Linked DNA regions of Zea mays: regions 1, 2, 4 and 5 are each linked to region 3. Evidence: chromatin contacts called from public Hi-C data. All regions are on one chromosome and are shown on one strand. The core of a region is the stretch at or near the end of the contact, and the rest is flanking DNA. Distances in the headings are between cores, read along the strand shown. Region 1 holds the start of LOC103626648 (polyubiquitin). Region 2 holds the start of LOC103626660 (biotin--protein ligase 2). Region 3 holds the start of LOC100274801. Region 4 holds the start of LOC100272533 (pyridine nucleotide-disulfide oxidoreductase domain-containing protein 2). Region 5 holds the start of LOC100217012 (putative protein of unknown function (DUF640) domain family protein).

What was found. A called contact is a pair of places that touch in the nucleus more often than the background predicts.
Region 1: a Hi-C map of ear shows a contact between it and region 3, with 2.7 times the contacts expected there. The contact joins the promoter of LOC103626648 here to the promoter of LOC100274801 in region 3. A contact is called at or near these places in 2 of 25 Hi-C or Micro-C datasets (ear and tassel).
Region 2: a Hi-C map of endosperm shows a contact between it and region 3, with 2.1 times the contacts expected there. The contact joins the promoter of LOC103626660 here to the promoter of LOC100274801 in region 3. A contact is called at or near these places in 7 of 25 Hi-C or Micro-C datasets (bundle sheath, ear, endosperm and 3 more).
Region 4: a contact with region 3 is called in a Hi-C map of ear, with 2.6 times the contacts expected there. The contact joins the promoter of LOC100272533 here to the promoter of LOC100274801 in region 3. A contact is called at or near these places in 8 of 25 Hi-C or Micro-C datasets (bundle sheath, ear, endosperm and 3 more).
Region 5: a Hi-C map of endosperm shows a contact between it and region 3, with 6 times the contacts expected there. The contact joins the promoter of LOC100217012 here to the promoter of LOC100274801 in region 3. A contact is called at or near these places in 2 of 25 Hi-C or Micro-C datasets (endosperm and tassel).

The regions. Positions count from the first base shown.
Region 1 is chr5:84,401,988-84,406,016 of Zm-B73-REFERENCE-NAM-5.0, reverse strand. It overlaps LOC103626648 (polyubiquitin), which reads left to right and starts at 2,365. Exons shown (of 2, transcript NM_001365154.1): 1 at 2,365-2,441; 2 at 3,453-4,029. The coding sequence starts at 3,453.
Region 2 is chr5:85,343,939-85,347,969 of Zm-B73-REFERENCE-NAM-5.0, reverse strand. It overlaps LOC103626660 (biotin--protein ligase 2), which reads right to left and starts at 1,904. Exons shown (of 9, transcript XM_008647054.3): 1 at 1,370-1,904; 2 at 1,211-1,272; 3 at 638-786; 4 at 397-517; 5 at 149-304. The coding sequence starts at 1,749.
Region 3 is chr5:84,887,142-84,891,556 of Zm-B73-REFERENCE-NAM-5.0, reverse strand. It overlaps LOC100274801, which reads right to left and starts at 2,200. Exons shown (of 1, transcript NM_001149077.1): 1 at 491-2,200. The coding sequence starts at 2,068. The coding sequence ends at 794.
Region 4 is chr5:84,483,685-84,488,108 of Zm-B73-REFERENCE-NAM-5.0, reverse strand. LOC100272533 (pyridine nucleotide-disulfide oxidoreductase domain-containing protein 2) reads left to right here and starts at 2,677. Exons shown (of 16, transcript XM_020538433.2): 1 at 2,677-3,179; 2 at 3,385-3,546; 3 at 3,670-3,852; 4 at 3,929-3,986; 5 at 4,122-4,172; 6 at 4,252-4,334. The coding sequence starts at 2,860.
Region 5 is chr5:85,227,033-85,231,242 of Zm-B73-REFERENCE-NAM-5.0, reverse strand. It overlaps LOC100217012 (putative protein of unknown function (DUF640) domain family protein), which reads right to left and starts at 2,764. Exons shown (of 1, transcript NM_001143388.1): 1 at 1,300-2,764. The coding sequence starts at 2,318. The coding sequence ends at 1,506.

The sequences.
Region 1 (4,029 bases), core at 1,116-3,615, 490 kb after region 3:
CGAGCGCTTGTAACCCCTACTACGAGCGCATCCCCCTGGCGCAGGATAACACGAGCCACGTTTTCCCCCCTTGTGTTCCATCTCGCGCAACCCATCTGGGCTGGGACACGCAGCGACAAATTTACTCGTCAGTCTAGGAACCCCCGGGGTCGAAACACCGACAAATATTGCGTGGGGCTACTGTTGGGGGCCTTCGGCTTCCGAAGATCCTCAAAAACATGATTTAACAATGTTTCTGGAGTATGATACATGAACAGGTACCTTCAGACTTAGGTCATAACCACACTATGAAGAAGCACAAAGAATACGAGGGATGGTGCAGAGCCGAAGCTATGCGCAAAAGAGCTTCGGCGTGATAACAGAAAAGGAAACCGACTTAAAGGGGAAAAGACTATTTAGACCCCGATGGGTTACTATAGAGTTATTAGCAAATGTAAAGGGCATAGGTGTAATTTTACATGGGCTGCGTCTCGTGCCTATAAATAGATGAACAGTGCTCCCGTACTGTTCACACGGACTGGACATTTGCTTTTGCGTCACGCTTGTACTTTTGGCTTTTTTCAAGCCGAAGGTACATTTGTAATTTGTTATCATTTCTATTTTTCCATAATAATAAAATAGAAATGAGTTAACGATAATATTTGAGGATTTATGTTATTCATACTTTGCATGAATCCTTTTTCATTATTTGTGGTATTGATGAAGGTATGCCCTTCATAACCTTTGTCCAAGACTCATTATATCCCGAGGGAGATAATGTTTCAAAGGACGAAAGACTTTAACGTTTAACAATTTCTGTGTTGCCTTGTTCTTAATTCATAGCATTTAAGGACAAGTTCCCAACACATATAACATGGTGAATAGACGCATGCCACAACTCTGGTTTTGCAAGAACATTAAAACAATGGTTTTAGAGAGGATGGTATACCATAGTACTCAATGATAAAGGTTTTTTAGTTAGTTGAGCTCCAGAATTCATAGTTAACAGTTAACACTTAACAATAATACTACGCCTGTACCACTTGTTCATCATCAGAATTCAGAAGGAAAGGTGAGCGGGGAACCCTTTTGTGACTTCTTTTTGTGATCAGCTAGCCGGTGATGGTGGTACCATCAGTGGCCAGCTTTTGTTCTAGTTCAACGGTCCCGGCCTTCCGGCCACCTAATGCACCAACTATTAGTATTGCAGCTAGCCTTCAAAAGAAATGCATTTGCAGCCGCCTGTCCCTGTCCCCGACCAATCTGCTAGCAGACTCGCATTATCGATGGAGGACACTAATAAATTCAGCCTTCGATGTGGATGCAACAGCTTCACAGGATTCCATTAAATCGTAGCCGTTGTGTCAAAGTTTGCTTTGCCAACGTTATTTATTTATTTATTTAGAAAACCAGCTTTGACCAGCCGCCCTCTTTACGTTTGGCACAATTTAGCTGAATCCGGCGGCATGGCAAGGTAGACTGCAGTGCAGCGTGACCCGGTCGTGCCCCTCTCTAGAGATAATGAGCATTGCATGTCTAAGTTATAAAAAATTACCACATATTTTTTTTGTCACACTTGTTTGAAGTGCAGTTTATCTATCTTTATACATATATTTAAACTTTACTCTACGAATAATATAATCTATAGTACTACAATAATATCAGTGTTTTAGAGAATCATATAAATGAACAGTTAGACATGGTCTAAAGGACAATTGAGTATTTTGACAACAGGACTCTACAGTTTTATCTTTTTAGTGTGCATGTGTTCTCCTTTTTTTTTGCAAATAGCTTCACCTATATAATACTTCATCCATTTTATTAGTACATCCATTTAGGGTTTAGGGTTAATGGTTTTTATAGACTAATTTTTTTAGTACATCTATTTTATTCTATTTTAGCCTCTAAATTAAGAAAACTAAAACTCTATTTTAGTTTTTTTATTTAATAATTTAGATATAAAATAGAATAAAATAAAGTGACTAAAAATTAAACAAATACCCTTTAAGAAATTAAAAAAACTAAGGAAACATTTTTCTTGTTTCGAGTAGATAATGCCAGCCTGTTAAACGCCGTCGACGAGTCTAACGGACACCAACCAGCGAACCAGCAGCGTCGCGTCGGGCCAAGCGAAGCAGACGGCACGGCATCTCTGTCGCTGCCTCTGGACCCCTCTCGAGAGTTCCGCTCCACCGTTGGACTTGCTCCGCTGTCGGCATCCAGAAATTGCGTGGCGGAGCGGCAGACGTGAGCCGGCACGGCAGGCGGCCTCCTCCTCCTCTCACGGCACCGGCAGCTACGGGGGATTCCTTTCCCACCGCTCCTTCGCTTTCCCTTCCTCGCCCGCCGTAATAAATAGACACCCCCTCCACACCCTCTTTCCCCAACCTCGTGTTGTTCGGAGCGCACACACACACAACCAGATCTCCCCCAAATCCACCCGTCGGCACCTCCGCTTCAAGGTACGCCGCTCGTCCTCCCCCCCCCCCCCCTCTCTACCTTCTCTAGATCGGCGTTCCGGTCCATGGTTAGGGCCCGGTAGTTCTACTTCTGTTCATGTTTGTGTTAGATCCGTGTTTGTGTTAGATCCGTGCTGCTAGCGTTCGTACACGGATGCGACCTGTACGTCAGACACGTTCTGATTGCTAACTTGCCAGTGTTTCTCTTTGGGGAATCCTGGGATGGCTCTAGCCGTTCCGCAGACGGGATCGATTTCATGATTTTTTTTGTTTCGTTGCATAGGGTTTGGTTTGCCCTTTTCCTTTATTTCAATATATGCCGTGCACTTGTTTGTCGGGTCATCTTTTCATGCTTTTTTTTGTCTTGGTTGTGATGATGTGGTCTGGTTGGGCGGTCGTTCTAGATCGGAGTAGAATTCTGTTTCAAACTACCTGGTGGATTTATTAATTTTGGATCTGTATGTGTGTGCCATACATATTCATAGTTACGAATTGAAGATGATGGATGGAAATATCGATCTAGGATAGGTATACATGTTGATGCGGGTTTTACTGATGCATATACAGAGATGCTTTTTGTTCGCTTGGTTGTGATGATGTGGTGTGGTTGGGCGGTCGTTCATTCGTTCTAGATCGGAGTAGAATACTGTTTCAAACTACCTGGTGTATTTATTAATTTTGGAACTGTATGTGTGTGTCATACATCTTCATAGTTACGAGTTTAAGATGGATGGAAATATCGATCTAGGATAGGTATACATGTTGATGTGGGTTTTACTGATGCATATACATGATGGCATATGCAGCATCTATTCATATGCTCTAACCTTGAGTACCTATCTATTATAATAAACAAGTATGTTTTATAATTATTTTGATCTTGATATACTTGGATGATGGCATATGCAGCAGCTATATGTGGATTTTTTTAGCCCTGCCTTCATACGCTATTTATTTGCTTGGTACTGTTTCTTTTGTCGATGCTCACCCTGTTGTTTGGTGTTACTTCTGCAGATGCAGATCTTTGTGAAAACCCTGACTGGCAAGACTATCACCCTCGAGGTGGAGTCGTCTGACACCATTGACAACGTTAAGGCCAAGATCCAGGACAAGGAGGGCATCCCCCCAGACCAGCAGCGGCTCATCTTTGCTGGCAAACAGCTTGAGGACGGGCGCACGCTTGCTGACTACAACATCCAGAAGGAGAGCACCCTCCACCTTGTGCTCCGTCTCAGGGGAGGCATGCAGATCTTTGTGAAAACCCTGACCGGCAAGACTATCACCCTCGAGGTGGAGTCCTCTGACACCATTGACAACGTCAAGGCCAAGATCCAGGACAAGGAGGGCATCCCTCCAGACCAGCAGCGGCTCATCTTTGCTGGGAAGCAGCTTGAGGACGGGCGCACGCTTGCCGACTACAACATCCAGAAGGAGAGCACCCTCCACTTGGTGCTGCGCCTCAGGGGAGGCATGCAGATCTTCGTGAAGACCCTGACCGGCAAGACTATCACCCTCGAGGTGGAGTCTTCAGACACCATCGACAACGTCAAGGCCAAGATCCAGGACAAGGAGGGCATTCCCCCAGACCAGC
Region 2 (4,031 bases), core at 655-3,154, 460 kb before region 3:
GAAAACAGTAAGTCTCTACAGCAAAACAAAATTATCATTTAATGCATTGTCAGTAAAGGAACCAGCTCTGCATACACATCAACAGCCACGGTTCTAATGAGCATGTGGTTATGTACTGCAAAAATGGGGGGAAATGGAATCCGAGTACCATGGTTCATGAAGATCTCGAAAAGGTTTTCAAATTTATTGAAGAAGTATGCCAATATGTCTTCTCGTTTCAATATGGGTGATGTATGATTTGCCTCTTGAAGTGCAGCATTCAAGCATGTGGTAGGCTTCTCATTGTCAACATTCAAACCAACACCTGATTAAGATCAAAGGAATCCCATCCTTGTCAAAAGAAAAAAAAAAAGAGATCAAATGCTTAGAATGGGCAACATTGGAAATGCATTTTACCAGTACAAATATTGTACACTTTGGGTTCATAAGATGAGGTACATAGAATGCCACCAACTTTTAATCCTTTCAGATAGAGATCATTAGGCCATTTTATTCTCACATCAAGTTCTGGTAGTCCCTGAGTTTTATCACAAAGGCAGAATGAAATGGCAACTGAGGTAGTTAGCATAAAGGAAACAGGGGACTCAAAATGCAATCAATAAGCAGCAAACATGACAACACTGAACTATAACCTAACCTTGGCACGGCACAGCTCCTTGATAGCTTCAGTTATCGAAAGGCAGACAACATATTGCATAAGGGGCAACTTCCGTGCATCCTGCATCTGTGATGTGAAAGAGAACATGAGACAGCCTGGTGGCGATTCCCACACATTCTTTGAACGGCCTGCATGATACGTGAGCAAAGATTAAATTTGTTATCTCTTAATAGCACCTAGTGCATACTAAAATTATGTGATTAGAAAGATGAAAGAAAAAAGGGAATGCTATGTATGATCTGGTTTAGCCAACTGGTTAAGAATGTGTTGCCACAAAAAAGTAGAATCAATTAAAACAGTTATTTTGATAAAGAGTTGTCACACTACAGTAAGATTCTACTTGTGTTCAGTCAGACTGCATTTTTCAAGCACTTAATCTTAAAGGTTACACAGCATTCAGCAGATAGTTTCATCAGTTTTATCAATGAGATCATAAGTATAAGAGAGCATCAATCTCGCCTGAAATAAAATTCGAGAGCTTTGTAATCAAAGTTGCAAATTCATCAGGACTAAAACACTAAGAGCAACAAGCCAGCCCCTAATCACGCGCACCTCTCCCTTTGAACTGCACGTCGGCAACGCACACAACGCCCACCGGTAGCTTTGCAAAGTTCCTGCGAACACGAGCTGACGCCAAGTCAAACAAAGTAAAAATAAGATAAAACGAAAACCCAAATCCCTCCCCGGCGCGAAACCAGACATGGCACTCACCGCGTGATGAGATCCTGCGTGGAACCAATCCTGGGCGTCCAGAGCATCCACCTCCCGAACCGGCGCGCCCGGAGCGCGCTCATGTACGCGGCGGCGTCGAAGCCCGCGCTCTCGTAGGCGAGCGCGATGGCGACATCACCGGACGGATCGCCCTCACCGAGGACGACGGAACCGGCCGCGGAGGCCAGCAGCTCCTGCTCCTGCGCCGATTTGCCGTACACCACAAGCGTGGTGGCTCCGGCGGCCGCGGACATGGGCACGCGGGCGGGTTCGCGGTGGCGAGAAGCGGACAGGTAGCGGCGGAGGGCGACTGCGGCGAGTACGGCCCCGACGGTGGCAGCGGCTGCGGCCGCGGTGGTTGATGGCGGCGGAAGGCGCATTGATGTTGCTCTGTTGGTTTGGTAGTTTGGTGTGCGTGTGCTTTGTTTCCTCCGAGTCGTGCACGTGCTTGGTACTTGTGGGCTGGGCGAGTGGGCTTCACTGCTGCAGATATTGAGCTAGACCGGGTCCGTTAGTTCAAAGTCGTGATGGAAGCGGGCTGGATTAGCAAACTTTGGAGTATTTATGTGCAAGCACGTATATTCTTTTGTGACAGAGAAAGTACGTTTTTTAAAAGTAACTAGAAAAAGGCCCGGGCATAAGGATGCGAATGAATCATGTCAATATCCATTGAGTAGTTGACCATGTTTGCATAGCTTCAACTTCACAGATTTCTGCTCCACTCCATAACTCTAAGTGGAGCATGCTCCATATAGTGTTCGAGCTAACAAGGATGAGGTGTTTGACAAGGAGGAGGAGGTGCTTTGACATTCTTGCCCTTTGTTCCATCTTTTAGTCAAACAACTACTTTTGTACAAATAATTTTGCCACATATATGAAATTAAAATACCATTCAAGACGTTAAAACACAAAATATGACATGTCCATTGTCTACAACCAAAATACAACATGATTTATGTACTAAAAAGCACATTCATGAGAGTTTCATTGTAATTGTAGTTTCAGTAAGGAAATTGTATACCTTGTTTGTTGTAATATAGACAACTACTAATTGCTTGCACTTGCACTGGTTCGGCCACTGCGGGGGATTGGCGATTGTTGGTCACTTGTTCTCAAATGTTGTGGATCAAGAACAAGGCAACACAATTGTTAATTATTACAGACCTTCGTCTTTCGAAGTATTATTTCCAAAGGGCATAATGCTTACCAGACGAAGGTCAAAAAGGGAATATCTTCATCATTAATCATGTGAATGAGAATGCATAAGGATGAAGACAGTAACTGCTTCTTATTAATTTATTCATATTTGTATTCCATAAAGCACGTATGAATATTAACAAGATTAGTATTACATTGATACCTTCGACTTACTCGAAAGCGTGGATGCGAGAGAGTGATTACAATCCAGCGTGAACAGTACGGTGCTACTGTTCATCTATTTATAGGCACGGGACGCAGCCCGGTCAAAAGTACATTTATGCCCTTGACATTCATCTATAAACGTAATGCAAATCATTAAGGATTGAATAGTATTTGTCCCTTTTTGGTCTTCATCATGCTTGGTCTTCGTCATCACGTCAAGCCAAAGCTCTTCGGCTATAGCTCCACTATCCATTTTCAGCACCTTCGGGTTGTATTTCCACCCTGTCACGAGAGAAAACCTTCATCCCGAAGCCGAAGCCTTCCTCTGTAATAACCCATGTCATACTAGAAACTTATGGTTAGTCACGTTTTTGAGGACCTTCGGAGGAAGAAGGCCCCCAACAGTAGCCCCTCGTAGTATTGATTTGTTTCTTTGTAACAAATTTAGACTGTGACATGAACGAAGGCCTTTAGGCGAAGGTCCGAAAAAACACCTTCCCTTCGCTAGAATAACGAATCACACTGACTTGCGGGACCCACCAATCTGTGGGGCTCTGAGTATATAAATAGAAGCCCGTGTCGTGAGTATTTTTCGTGCTATTTTAGCTGCTTGCATTGTGCTATTTTATGAAGCTATGGAAAAACCAACATGGAGAAAATCACCAATGAGATGTTGGTTGGAATATCTGAAAACTACAGCGATAGTGAGAGTTTCGACGTGGAAAGTGGAAATGAAGATGCCGAAGATCGGCCATGGAGACCGAGCCATGTTGTTTTAGGAAAGTCGACTATTAAACAAGGGCAGATCGAAGCAATGAGAGGCAGATACTTTCGTGACATTTCAATTGTGAGGGTCGGAGGAGAGAATAATGTTCCTCTTCCCGAAGCTGACGAAGTGGTAATTTTCAGAAGCTTCATGAAAGCCGGACTTCGGTTCCCCCTGGACAAAATGTTGGTCGAAGTTCTAAAAACTTTTGAAATTTATCTTCATCAACTTACTCCCGAAGCTATTATCAAGGTAGGGGTTTTTATATGGGCCATGAGAAGCCAAGGGTTGGAGCCAGATGCCAGGTGTTTCTGCAATATCCACGAGTTATCATATCAGACGAAGGCGATCGAGAAAGAGCAATACCACAACAATTTTGGCTGCTATAGCTTTGTACCCCGCGCTGAGGCCAATTATCATGTGCCAACATTTCGGAAAAAGTGGCCAGGTTCTTGGATGCAAGAATGGTTTTATGTGAAGGTTGACCTAAGTCAAAGGGAAGATATAACAGGGGTTATTCAGCGCCCTATATGG
Region 3 (4,415 bases), core at 951-3,450:
CCCGGCAGTTTTTCTACGCGGGCCGCCATGGATAGCTGCACATGGCGCACAGTTCCCGATCAGCACCACACATGGAGGCGCTCCAGGCGGCTCCGGCTCCCCTGTTCGGACGGGCATCTCCATCAATTCACAGCAGCAGGGAGCGCAGGGAGCGACGGTCGGGCGGGCGCATGCGGGCGAGGTACTCGTCGTATACAGTAGAAAGTGAAACCGGAACCGAACAAAAAGTTACCGCTGCCCAAGTGCGTGCACCGAGCATGGCATGGCATGGCCGCATGGCTGCCTGAGTAACAGCGACACATGACGCCATGATTAACACCATCAACTTCCTCTTTATTTCGCTTTTCAGTTCGCAAGCCACGGAAGAACAGGTAATCGCAGAGCATCAATCTGCCATGATAAAAGAACAGGCGAAGCATGCACCCAAAGCTTTTACAGCACCTTTTCTTCTCACTCGGGAGTCGGGATCTGAACGACTGAGAGCATGAGATCAACAAATGTGCCAGTACAGTGGATTAATACGGAGCAAAAAAAAAACCACGCGGCGGACAGAATTTACAGGACCAAAGCGGACGGGTTTGTTGATCGCAAAAAAACTCTCTGGCCTCACGAAGCGAAAATCAGCTCACCAAACTATCCTCCCACCCAATCGTGTCCCAAACTCCAAACGCAGGATACCTCCCAAACTGTTTTTTCGATCTATTTTCTTTTTTTTCGGACTGAAGAACTCCAAATGCCGTCTACTTCTAGTGCTAATGATACTAGACCGCTTGGTCCACCAAAATGACGGATGTCAGTTACCACTGCCAAGATCTCTGGCGCTCGCTACGCCGGCTGGCGGGGCGGTGCGCGCAGCCGTCTTCCGGCCCAGCGCCGACCGCGCCCGCGCCGAGGCGGCGTCCCTGGCCGCGGCCTCTTTCTTCTCCTTGAAGAACCCGAACACCGGGCGCGAGCACACCGGGACGTTGAGCACGACGGGCGTGGCGCGGACGCCGGCCGAGTAGGACCGGTCCATGACGCGGGACCGCGACCGGGACCGCATGGACGAGTGCGCGCTGCCGGCGGGGGAGCTGGAGCTGCGCTCCAGGCCCTGGAACACGATCTTGCCTGACGCGTTCATGCGGGGGGAGTCCACGGAGACCACGCTCGGCGGCGGCGGGGGCGACGGAGACTGAGACTGGCGGCGGCGGGCGGGGCTGTGGGCTGCGCGCACTGGAGCGGAGGCGGCGGCGGGCGGGTGTGGCTGCGGCTGCGGCTGCGGCGGCTGGTGGTGGTGGGAGCGGACGAGGCGGATGCGGGGGCGTGGGGTGAGGTCGACGGAGTCGAGGGAGTGGCGCGGGAAGTCGTCGTGGTCGTGGCCGGACGAGGACGACGACGACGAGAGCGAGAAGCGGGAGGACGCGAGGGACAGCGACGTCTCGGAGTCGGAGCTGTCGCGCAGGAGCGGCGCGGCGGGGAGGTCCGACGCGCGGCCGCCGTTCCGCTGGAGGAGGAGCAGCTTCAGCGACCTGGCCGCCGAGGAGCTGGACGCCCTCGACGGGGTCACCGCGGGCGACGCGGACGCGGACGGCGACGGGGACGGGGTCGGCTTGTGCGGCGTCTGGACCTTCCTCAGCCGGAGCAGCTCCCGCCAGCGGCTGGAGCACGTGGGCGCCTTGGGAGAGAACACGTACGGGTCCAGCGCCGCCTCGGCCGCGGCGGGGTGCAGCGCCCGGACAGGGCCCGGCGTGGCCTCCGCCACAAGCGCGGTGTCCCGCCGCAGCACTCTCTCCCGCTCCCGCTCGGCCTCCGCCTTCCCTGCGGTAGCCTGCGGGCGGAGCGGGAGCAGCTTCCCGTCCGCGAAGAGCTCGTCCGCGGGGAGCATGGTGGCGGACCCGCCGAGGCTGAACTCGAAGTCGATTAAGTCCTTGCAGATCGCCGCCGGCTCCGCCTTGGCCGCCGCGGCGGGCTCCTCCGCCTCCGCAGCGGCGTCCCGGGCGCCGAACGGCAGGCCCGGGCCGAGCCAGCCGAACGACATGGCCGCGGCGGCGGGTCCCGCGTGCACGTTGCTAGCGACGGCGGAGGCCATGGCCGGCTGCGGCGAGGCGCATCCAAGGGCGGATGCTTATTGCAGACAGCGCACTGTACTTGGCTGTTTGGGTGGGTGGGTTCGCGAGGCGATGAAACGTAAGGAGGCGACAGGGACAGGTGCGTGCGGTATAGCCCGGTAAAGGGCAGCGCGTTTATATAGCCGGGCATGGTAAATTTGCTGACGCGCGGGCCCGGTCTACCCAGCCAGCCAGTGGCAGACGGCCACGTGGCCGTCTCGCGGTTGAGGGAGTGGGGTGGTAATCCGTGGTTAATATTTTTGACAGAGGGGTAGGTGGTGGGCAATGGTACTCAACCTCCTCTACAGTAGTAGTAGATTTTTGGCGTGGCGCGCGTCTCGCAGGCAACCTCCCTATACAGTACTACTAGTATTATTCTCTCTACACCACTAGCCCTGCGGCCAAATGCTGCCCTGTGCTTGTTAACAATTGCCGCCGGTTCACGATGAGACTGCAGTTGTAACGTTTGCCAGCTTTACGCGTGCCACGACAAAGCAGGATCAGTGTGCAGTGACCAGACCAGCAGTGCCCCCAATGCTGAGGACTATCACCGCACACAAGCCGCCGTATGCGCGCACCTCCCGCGACACCTTTCGTGCCCGAATCCGCTTTTGAATCCGCACGCTGCGGATAACGGGAACATTTCGCTGTAATAACTGGCTGGGCAAGCAATGGGCATGACCGGAGATTTTTTGTTCTCCCGTTCCCGTCCCGTCCATGCGGATGCGGCGTGGGCGCTCACTGGTGGGCAGACAGGCGTCCCGCTCCAACAAGTCTCGTCGGCCGTCACCTCTCTGGGACGGTTGGTTGGCCCGCAACAGGCAGCAGCCAGCAGCCAGCAGCGGGTTGGGCTCCGATCGCCACGACGCATGCCGACCCATAACAGTGCCGACACGAGCCACACCGCGATGCGAGGTGTGATCCGTGACTGAATGCCGTCGTTTGCCCGGGACCGACGGACGGACGAGTCCCCGCGGCAGTGGCACCCCCACACCGGCAAGTACAGCGCCGACGTGACGGGGCGGCGGTCCTCCGCCGCGCGCCGGCGCCGTGGTGTGACCGAGTGGCTGACCGCCCGCCCGCCCGTCACGGCGAGACGCTAGGCCATCATTCGGGGGAGGTCTTGAGCTTGAAGTTGCTGCAATGCAAAGTCGCTCGTTAATTTAAGAAGAGAAGACAAGACTCGATGGGGGCCGGGCAAAGCGCAGTCAGTTGGGAGCCCACCTCTCACGTGACGCGCCACTAGCACCACCAGCTCTGCCCCCACGCCACCAGTACGGCTCAGGCTCTGCAGTCTGCACTGCACTCTTGCGCCCCAAAAAGAGAAGTCGCTGGGCGTAGCGTTACCCCTTTCGGGCAGGGCGGATCCGGTTCCGTCGGACGCATCGGACGGCTGCCCTGCACGACTCCCCCCCGCGCTGACGGCCAGCTGTCCAGCTCCGCCCTACGGACGGGCCGCCACGTTGCGGCCGGAGGTAACTCGGACAGGCCCGGAAGTAAAGTGAAGTGACTAGTGAGTGAGGGAGGCTTTTACGGTTATGCCCTTTTGCATTTTGCCGCGCCACCGTGGGTGGTCTTGAAAAAATGGAGTCGCGGTCGTCGGTGGCCGTCGGTTGTCGGTCCGGCCGCCTGTACGCCGCCGATGGAGGGTGTGGATGCGGGTCCCGTGGCCGTGCTGTAGTACGGTACGTGTACGACGGACGACGACGGGCATGTTTTGGGATGCGATGAGACGTGCACGTGCCTCGCGGTGCTGTGCCTGGTTTGGTGTTTTGTAGCAGACGACGGCGGCGATGTAGACCTGTACGTAGTACGTGGTACATTTTCCTCATGGGCGGAGCAAGGGGGCCAGCAGTGGCCATGGCACCTCCCAAGTCTGAGACATCTACAAGAAAATTATAATATATAGTCTAAATTTTATATATCTAAATATATATACTCTAAATTTTATGCAGCAGGATTAATCAAAGGTTTAATAAATTGGTTGGTAATACATGATTCATAACTCTATTATAGTATGCCAACCAATATATAAAAGAGACAAAGAATATAAGATAAAATATTCATTGAATATATAAGATAAAATATTCATTGAATGATCAATCGATACATGTAACGTCAATCATAATTCGCTTGCAGATGCTGATATCTGGACCTCACCCATTTATGATTCATCTTATCATCTGGGTAGGCAATTGTCGATTGCCACTGACCACTTGACTTGTCTATATCATAGCCCCAAAACCAATGTCCAAAGAAGGTGATCACACGAAGCAGCATAATGAGTGCCAACAACTTATATACATACTACATTAGATCTTGTGGATA
Region 4 (4,424 bases), core at 1,428-3,927, 400 kb after region 3:
AAGGTGTCAGGCCACCTTTGCGTTAAATGCTCCTGCAACTCGGTCAGTCGGTGTGGCGATTTAGTCAGGGTTGCTTCTGAGCGAAGCCAAGGCCTCGGGCGAGCCGGTGATGTGTCCGCCGTAAAAAGGGGGGCCTCGGGCGAGACGGAAGTCTCTCGAGGTCGGCTGCCCTTGGCCGAGGCTAGGCTCGGGTGAAGCGTGATCGAGTCACTCGTGCGGACTGATCCCTGACTTAATCGTACCCATCAGGCCTTTGCAGCTTTATGCTGATGGGGGTTACCAGCTGAGAATTAGGCGTCTTGAGGGTACCCCTAATTATGGTCCCCGACACCAGGGCTCGGACTCAGCCTCGACCTCGGAAGACGGACTCCGCCTCGCCCGACCCCTGGGCTCGGACTCAGCCTCGACCTCGGAAGACGGTCTCCGCCTTGCCCGACCCCAGGACTCAGACTCAACCTCGACTCCGGAATACGGTCTCCGCCTCGCCCGACCCCTGGGCTCAGACTCAGCCTCGACCTCGGAGGAGTCACCGCCTCGCCCGACCTCGGGCTCGGACCGACCACGTCACAGGGGGGCCCATCATTACCCTACCCCTAGCTAGCTCAGGCTACGGGGAACAAGACCAGCGTCCCATCTGGCTCGCCCCGGTAAAACAAGTAATGATGGCACCCCGCGTGCCACATGACGACGGCAGTTCTCAGCCCCTTATGGAAGCAAGGAGACGTCAGCAAGGACTCGACAGCTCCGATAGTTGTGCTCCTACAGGGCTCAAGCGCTCCTCCGACGGCCACGACATCACATGAACAGGGCGCCAAAACCTCTCCGACAGCCATGACGGCATGTACATAGGACTCTGGCTTCCCTCTGCTAGACACGTTAGCACATTGCTACGCTCCCCGTTGTACACCTGGACCCTCTTCTTGCATCTATAAAAGGAAGGTTCAGGGCCCTCGTACGAGAGGGTAGTCGCGCGGGAGAACGGGCCGACGCACAAGGCTCGCGCTCTCTCTCTCTCTCCCTCGCGAACGCTTGTAACCCCCTACTGCAAGCGCATCCGCCCTGGGCGCAGGACAACACGAGGCCGTGGTTTCCCCTTACTGTTTTCCCCCTTGTGTTCCGTCTCGCGCCGACCCATCTGGGCTGGGACACGCAGCGACAATTTACTCGTTGGTCCAAGGACCCCCGGGGTCGAAACACCAACACCACCGATCGAGAAAAATATTTTTTTTACTATTCTGAAACCTCATTTTATGTTTCCTGAAAAAAATTCACTAGCGTTTTTATTATCTCGACTTCGACCATAAGTGAAAATCGATTTCCACTAGCAGTTGCAGTTACTCACCTGTACAAAAAATTATTTCTATTGGTCCCTAGCACTTACGGTTCTAAAAACACCAGTGCAAATGGACTTACAACCACCTATATAAAGCTTCTTTGTACTAGTGTATATTGCGCGGAACCAAATTTCCTAAAGGATAGTACGGAAATTACAAAGTCCAGCTTGATAACACAGTAAAACAAAATATTTTTAACAACTTAAAGCCATCGAAAATAAGACATCTAGCACAAAAAATGACCTATTCTCGATGATTTATGTTTTATTTCCGACAACAGTAGCCCGTCGATTGTAAATAGCCAAAAATAAAGTTATTTTTTATGATTGTCGTTGAAAATAACTTATTTCTGAAGATAGATTGAGGACATCGTCGATTAATCCGTCAGACATAGGGATAAAAACGGTCGAAAACGATCGAAAAACAACTAAATTGTTTTTGTTTTCATATTTTTTTTTGTTGGGACGAAACAAAAATCAACGGTCGAAATACGTGATCAGAATTGTCGGTTATTCGAAAACGATCGAAAACGATAAACTATTATCGGAAAGATAATTATTTTGTAGTTTTATCAAAAACATAATAAAGTGATGTATTGCCTAATTTTTAAGATTTAGAAATACACAAACAACTCTTTTTCATCATTCATATTAGTAAGAGTAATTATAACATTTGCTTTTCGCTTATACATTCACTTGAACACAACAAAACTCTATAACTTAAATAAATTATATGCTAGATCTATCTCATATTATATAAAACGGTAGAAAACGTTATTAGCACGACTCGGAAACGAAAAATACAAAACGGTCGAAAAACTAGCTAAATCGTTTTCGTACCGTTTCTAATCGGTTCCTGAACAATTCGAAAACGATCGAAAAAAAGTATTCGAAACGAGATGGTACGAGAATTTCCTGTCCCGTTTTCATCTCTAGTCAGACAACAGTGGGCCCACCTCATAAACTTCTGATGGCCTAGGTATGCTGTCGGACTTAATAAGGTTATGACCCTGTTTGTTTCGGCTTTTCGCAGCTTCTGACCATTAAAAGCTGCTGCGGACTGCCAAACACTCAGCTTTTCAGACAACTTCTATAAAATTCGTTTGGGTAAAAACCATTCAAAATCAACATAAACATATAATCGGTTGAGTCGTCGCAATAGTAGTAATACGTCACTTTATAGATCCTGAGCCCCATGGATAACTTTATCCTTCTTCGCATGTGATCCTAATGATATTCAAATTTTCTACACAATCAGATTCTCTTCATAGCTAGATTCTCGAAAAAGCTGGTCAGAAAAAAGCTGATCCAAACAGACCCTATGTCCAATGCCATTAGGGAGCGTAGCTAAAGTAGTTATTTATGACCCGTGACTTTTTATTTTATCTATGTACTGAAACGTACTTTTGTCGTCCGTCTTCTCTGCAGCGGTCGCGGAATCCTGCGCAGAAAGATTCGCCCATCGCCCACTGGCCACTGCGCACTGGGCACGGACTGGCAGGCGAAGAACCTAAGCAGAACCTACCATGTCACCGGCGGCGAGGCGCATCCTGCTCGCCGTCGCCGCCCGTCGCCGCCGCTTCTCCACGGACGCAGCGGCGTCGGACCCGTCCCGGGCGTCGCAGCAGCTGCCCAGGGGCAAGCGATGGGATGCGGTGGTGATCGGCGGCGGCCACAACGGCCTCGTCGCGGCCGCCTACCTCGCCCGCGCTGGCCGCTCCGTCGCCGTGCTGGAGCGCCGGGGCGTCCTGGGTGGCGCGGCGGTCTCGGAGTCGGACCTTGTCCCCGGATTCCGCTTCTCCCGCTGCAGCTACCTCCTCAGCCTCCTTCGCCCCGCCATCCTCCGGTGAGTAAACTCCTCCAAGGATGCGTCCTTTGCGATTAGCAAGCCTCGGTTCCTGTTAAATTCATGCGCCGCAGATCAATGTCGGTCATTCTCCTCTGTACACAACTCTGAACTGCATACCGTTGTTTTGATTTGTATCTGGTGCTGATGACACTGCTGCTGTTGTTGTGGGTGCTTCATGCTTGCACATATTCTGTAATATAAGCGACCTGGAGCTGGAGAGGCACGGGCTGAAGCTGCTGCCGCGGAGCCCTTCGTCGTTTACGCCATGCCTTGACGGCAGATACCTGCTTCTTGGCCCCGATGCTGAGCTAAACTACTCAGAGATCAGCAAGTTCTCTAGGAAGGATGCAGTGGCATACCCAAGGTGCAGTTTATCTTGGAATGATCTTAGATTAAATAAACGTTTAAGTTCCTGATTCCTGTGGTATCTATGTACATTTTAGCTCTTTATTACAATGGTCTTGGTAGGATCTGTATGTGAATGCAGATACGAGGAGAAGCTGGAGAACTTCTGCAAGCTCATGGACTTTGTCATAGACTCAGCTCCACCCGAGCTGAGGCAGGAGGCCCACTTCTCGATGGTTGACAGGATGAAGCATAGGGTTGAGAAGTCAGCATTCTGGGGCCACCTTCTTCGGCATGTGATGCAGCAGGGGCAGAAGAACATGGTGTGAGTATCAAATACTGGCCATGTTTCGATAGGCACCGTTTATGCAACCCTTTCTAAAAATCAAATTGTTGTGCAGGGAATTCTTTGACCTACTCCTTTCTCCGGCATCGAAAATCTTGAACACCTGGTTTGAGGTCAGCATTAGTCCCATCTTAAACGCTTCTGTTCACATTGATCTCTGTGGTTGCTTTATTTCAATTGGCAGCCTTCACCTAATCTTATTTAATCTGTGAACAAAAGGGCCTCCCATTGACTACTGTCTACTGCAGAGTGAGGTTTTGAAGGCCACTCTTGCAACTGACGCCGTGATAGGAGCTATGGTGAGGGCACTTTGAATGGAATAAGCAAAATATTTTGCCTAGCACGTTGGCATTTAACTGCTGGATATCCCTTTTATAGGCTGGTGTGCACACTCCAGGTTCTGGATATGTTCTTCTACACCATGTCATGGGGGAGACTGGTGGTCAGCGTGGTGTTTGGGCGTATGCTTCTTGCTTTGACTCTCTAAGACGCCTCTTATTTTTGTTAAATTTTCAGTAGAGACTTTGATTCTAAATGTTTCATCAACTGGT
Region 5 (4,210 bases), core at 1,515-4,014, 340 kb before region 3:
ATAACAAAAACAAATTCCATAAGAAGGGTAGTGAGGCTTACATTATTGATGGTTGGCTCACTGACATTGTATCATCAAGTGGATCGTCTTTGTATGATAGCGATAAAGAAAAAAAAGAAAAGGTGGTTGCACTTGGTATTGGGATATCTCTACCACCACCATCATCCTCTACACATCTACGTCTTATGGACAAATGTGATCGAAAGGTACAAAGTGATGATAATTGTAGTGTTGATAATAGTGATAGTGATGAATAATTCACCACACCCACTTATGATGAGATTGTTAATTTGCTAAACCTATATACACATCATAAGAAATACATGAGGAAGAACGATATGCTAAAAACTTGAGAACATATCTCTTCTATCAAAGTATGACATAGCCGAGAAATCTTGGCATGCAAATCTTCATTAGAGAGTTGTTCATCCTGAGATATAAGGCTGTCTCCAGCAACGTCCTCTATATTCATCCTCTATATCTGTCCTTTACAGTCTTCTCTAAAAGATTTTATCCTCTATATCTCATTTCTCTCCAACAACGTCCTCTAAATCACGTCCTCTATACTCAAATACCCATATTAAAAACATTTTTTAATTTTATTTTTTGTACATACGTATTTATCATACTCTCAAATATATTGTACATATTTTAATTTTGCTAAACTGGTTATTTAAAGTAGTCAAATGAATAGAGGATCGTTTAGAGAAACTCTATATATAGAGAATCCAGCAGCGTCCTCTAAATTTACAGGACCGTTTAGAGGACGTTGCTGGAGAGCGTAGAGGACCGTTTGGTCCTCTATATTTAGGGTAGAGAACCCTTTAGAGGGCCTTGTTGGAGCCAGCCTAACTCCTCGTGGAGCACTTGGATTGTGCTCAGGCTAGTGGTTTCTATCTATTACTCTTGGAGCAAGAGCTGCTAGCCAACTAGTTGTATCTCATTGAAGCACCATGCTCTTGTAGTTACTTTAAGCCGTTTGTAATCTCCCACAACTCTAGCCTTGGTGGCTTTCTCAACAATGTGGTGGTACAAGCCTTAGTCACAAACTGAACCATTAGATAAATCGTTTGTGTGTTGTGCTTGTGCTCTACTTGCGCCATATCTTACTCTCTATTTCAATGCAAAGCATTACTTTGCATGTTCATATATATACGGTTTTCTGGAGATAGCCTTACACCACATGAAATCCCCAAGAAGAACGTCGCCAGGGAGAATGAACAAGCCATCTAATCCTGCCATTCTATGGATCACTGCATACACAAGACCATGCAAAATCACTAGTACAACCAAAAGGCTGGCAGGCAGACAGGCAGTAGCAGCGGTTGATGATGGGGCACACAGCCAGTGTCATCTCATACTTAGATCGCGCGCGCACGCCGAGACCAAATCGGTCGCCATTAGCAGAACCTGCAAGTTTACTTACGTGCCTAATCACTCTTGCATTTCTGCTAATTAAGCCGATGGAACGGTGGAAGAAGTACTGGTGCAAGCAAGCAAGCTAGCTAGTTGAACACGGACAGCGGCATCAAGAACCCGGCCGCGTGCGCCTCGGCGGCGGCTGCCATTGCCAGCGCAATATCATCCCCAGTGCCGCCACCTCCGCCCGCGGCCGGGTCGATGGGCTCGGTCGCCGGCGCCAGGAAATGGCCATGGAGGAAGTGCGCGTGCGGGATCAAGAAGTGCGGCGCCGGCGGCTCGGCCACCGTGCCCGGCGCGGCGTGCGACGGGTGCTGGTGCTGGCCGTCCTGCTGCTGCTGCTGCTTGGGCTGGCGGTGCGCCGGCGGGTGGCGCTTGCGGCGCTTCTTCTCGTAGGCGATGCCGCGCGCCTTGGCCTGGCTGTCGCGGACCTCGCGGAGGTAAAGCCTGACGGCGCGCGCGCCGAAGGGGTTGGCCTCGGGCCGGCCCCCGTGCTCCTCGAACGCGGCGCGCAGGCGGCCGACGAGCGCGTCCAGGCTGCCCCACGCCTGCTTGAGCGGGCACGGGCAGGGCGCCGGCGGGGACGGGTGGCCGAAGAAGGGGCACCGCGCCGCGTGCACCTTGGTCTTGCCGAACTGGTCCAGGTAGCGCAGGAACTCCAGCACGTGCGCGCCGCTGCACCGGGCCAGCTCCAGCGGCGGCCGGTGGTTGCGCAGGTACTGCCCGAACGTGTGCCAGTCCCGCCGCTTCTGCGACTCGTACCGGCTCGGCCGCGCCGCCGCGGCGCCAGGGCTGTCGGCCGCGGACGCGACGACGCCGGCTACCTCCATGGCTCGCTCGGTCACCTGACGATCTCCGCGAAGCGCGAACACGAGCTCGACCAGATCTGCACGACGCATGCCTGGTTGGATAGTGAAACGATTTGGCTATGGTTATACTATACGTATAATAAAAAGGACGAATAATGCAAGGAGCAAAGAGCTGGTCGGATCAGTCGCTTCATCTATTCTTGGCCGGCCGGGGCGACGGAGCTGGGACGGACCAGGAATTCAGAATCCTCGATGAACTAGCTAGGGTTTCAGGCTAGACTCAGCTAGCTGCCACACCAACCTGTATGCCTGCACTCTGTAGCGATATACCTACTCCTACTCTCTCTATCTGGAATTGACTAGCACAGTTTGATGATCTAGAGCTGATCCGTAGCAGACAGCAGACATGCAAGAACGAACTGACGCACATTGAAGTTAAAGAAAAAACGCACAAGGAAAATGCGGAGAACGGAAGGAAGCAAAGCAAAACTGCAAACTTTAATCGACTCAATCACTAGTGAGCCGAGCTACAGAAGTGCAAGGTTGGTGCTCGACGAACAGAGGCGACACTAGAACACTCTTCCTGCAGGCAGCGTCTGTGTACATGTAGAAGTCACATTTTTCTAGATTTATTATATATAAATAAAAAACAATACTGATATAATTATAAATTGTAATAGTTATCGCTAATTTGGTGACAAAATATATTTTTATAACATAATTTATTTAAAAACATAAATTTTAATACTATTTTCTATAAATTTAGTTACATTTTAAAAAATATTTTTGAACGTGTTGTGCATTATTATTATTATTATTTGGACGGGTGTCCTCCACATCTACAGCACACTTCGCCATTTTCCAAGGAGCTCGGGCTGCTCTCTTGTTTGGTGTGGCTGGCTGGATAGATCAAAAAGCCGGAGAACTGTAGAACGCACCTAGCGAGTGGTAATAGACTCTAAAAAGTTTTAGATTATATAAAATTTAAGGATGATATCAAGACATCACGTTATATTTTTATTCATTTTTAAATTAAAATTTGATCCATTACCCTCCCTAGTTTCCAGATGGAAATGGCGAATTGAAATCGATCCCCCAAGCCCTGAAACGAGTGTCGCCGCCCCAATTTATGGAGCAGGGTCCTTTATCTATTGGTTTTAGATTAAAACCGACTGTTTAAATTGATGCAGCTGCAATTTATAGACATAAAAACACTGTAAAAACAAAAATAGTAGAAGTCGTATGGATTAAACCCAAACCAACATGGCTGGTCAGCGGACTAGCAGTAATCTATGTGTGCGTGCGTGACTGCCTTTTGAAGTTGAGTACCGCACGAATAAAGCACGATCGATCGATCGACTGAAGGAACAGTAGATGGTATGCGCAGGAGTAGACTAGCAAACAGTGCAAGCCGTGGGCTGGGCATAGAATATGGTGGTGACACGGATGCATGCAGACCCAGTGTACGATATGCAAGAGGAGGAAGCAAGAAGAGCGAGATCACAGAAAGCTTTTAGAAACTTGCATGCAAGATTGCAAGAACCACAAAGGCGGTCGACGGATTTGATCAGTGGAGGCGCAGCGCATGGCGAGAGAGCGTACCAGCAAGTAGGAGAGGATGAGACGACGGATCGGGAGCGGAAGCTAGGGGTCGGGATCGGAACTCGTCCCACGACTGAGCCGGCAGAGGAGGAGAGCATGTGGCGAGAGGAGGCAGATAAATATGGTGGGTTGAGGAGAGCGGTCTCATGGCCAGCAAGCTGAGAAGAAAGGAGGGAGAGGGAGAGAGGTGACAGGTGATACAAGGTGCAGTGCAACATGGGGTATGGAGACACTGATAAGGCTCGGGGGTCCCGCATGCGGCGCAGATATCAGCCTCGTGGGGCCTAGACAGAGGAGAGAGAAGCAGAGACGGCGAGGCAGCTACGACGACGACGACGAGTCTGTCGGTCCCCATTACACAAAAGGTCGTCACATCAGTT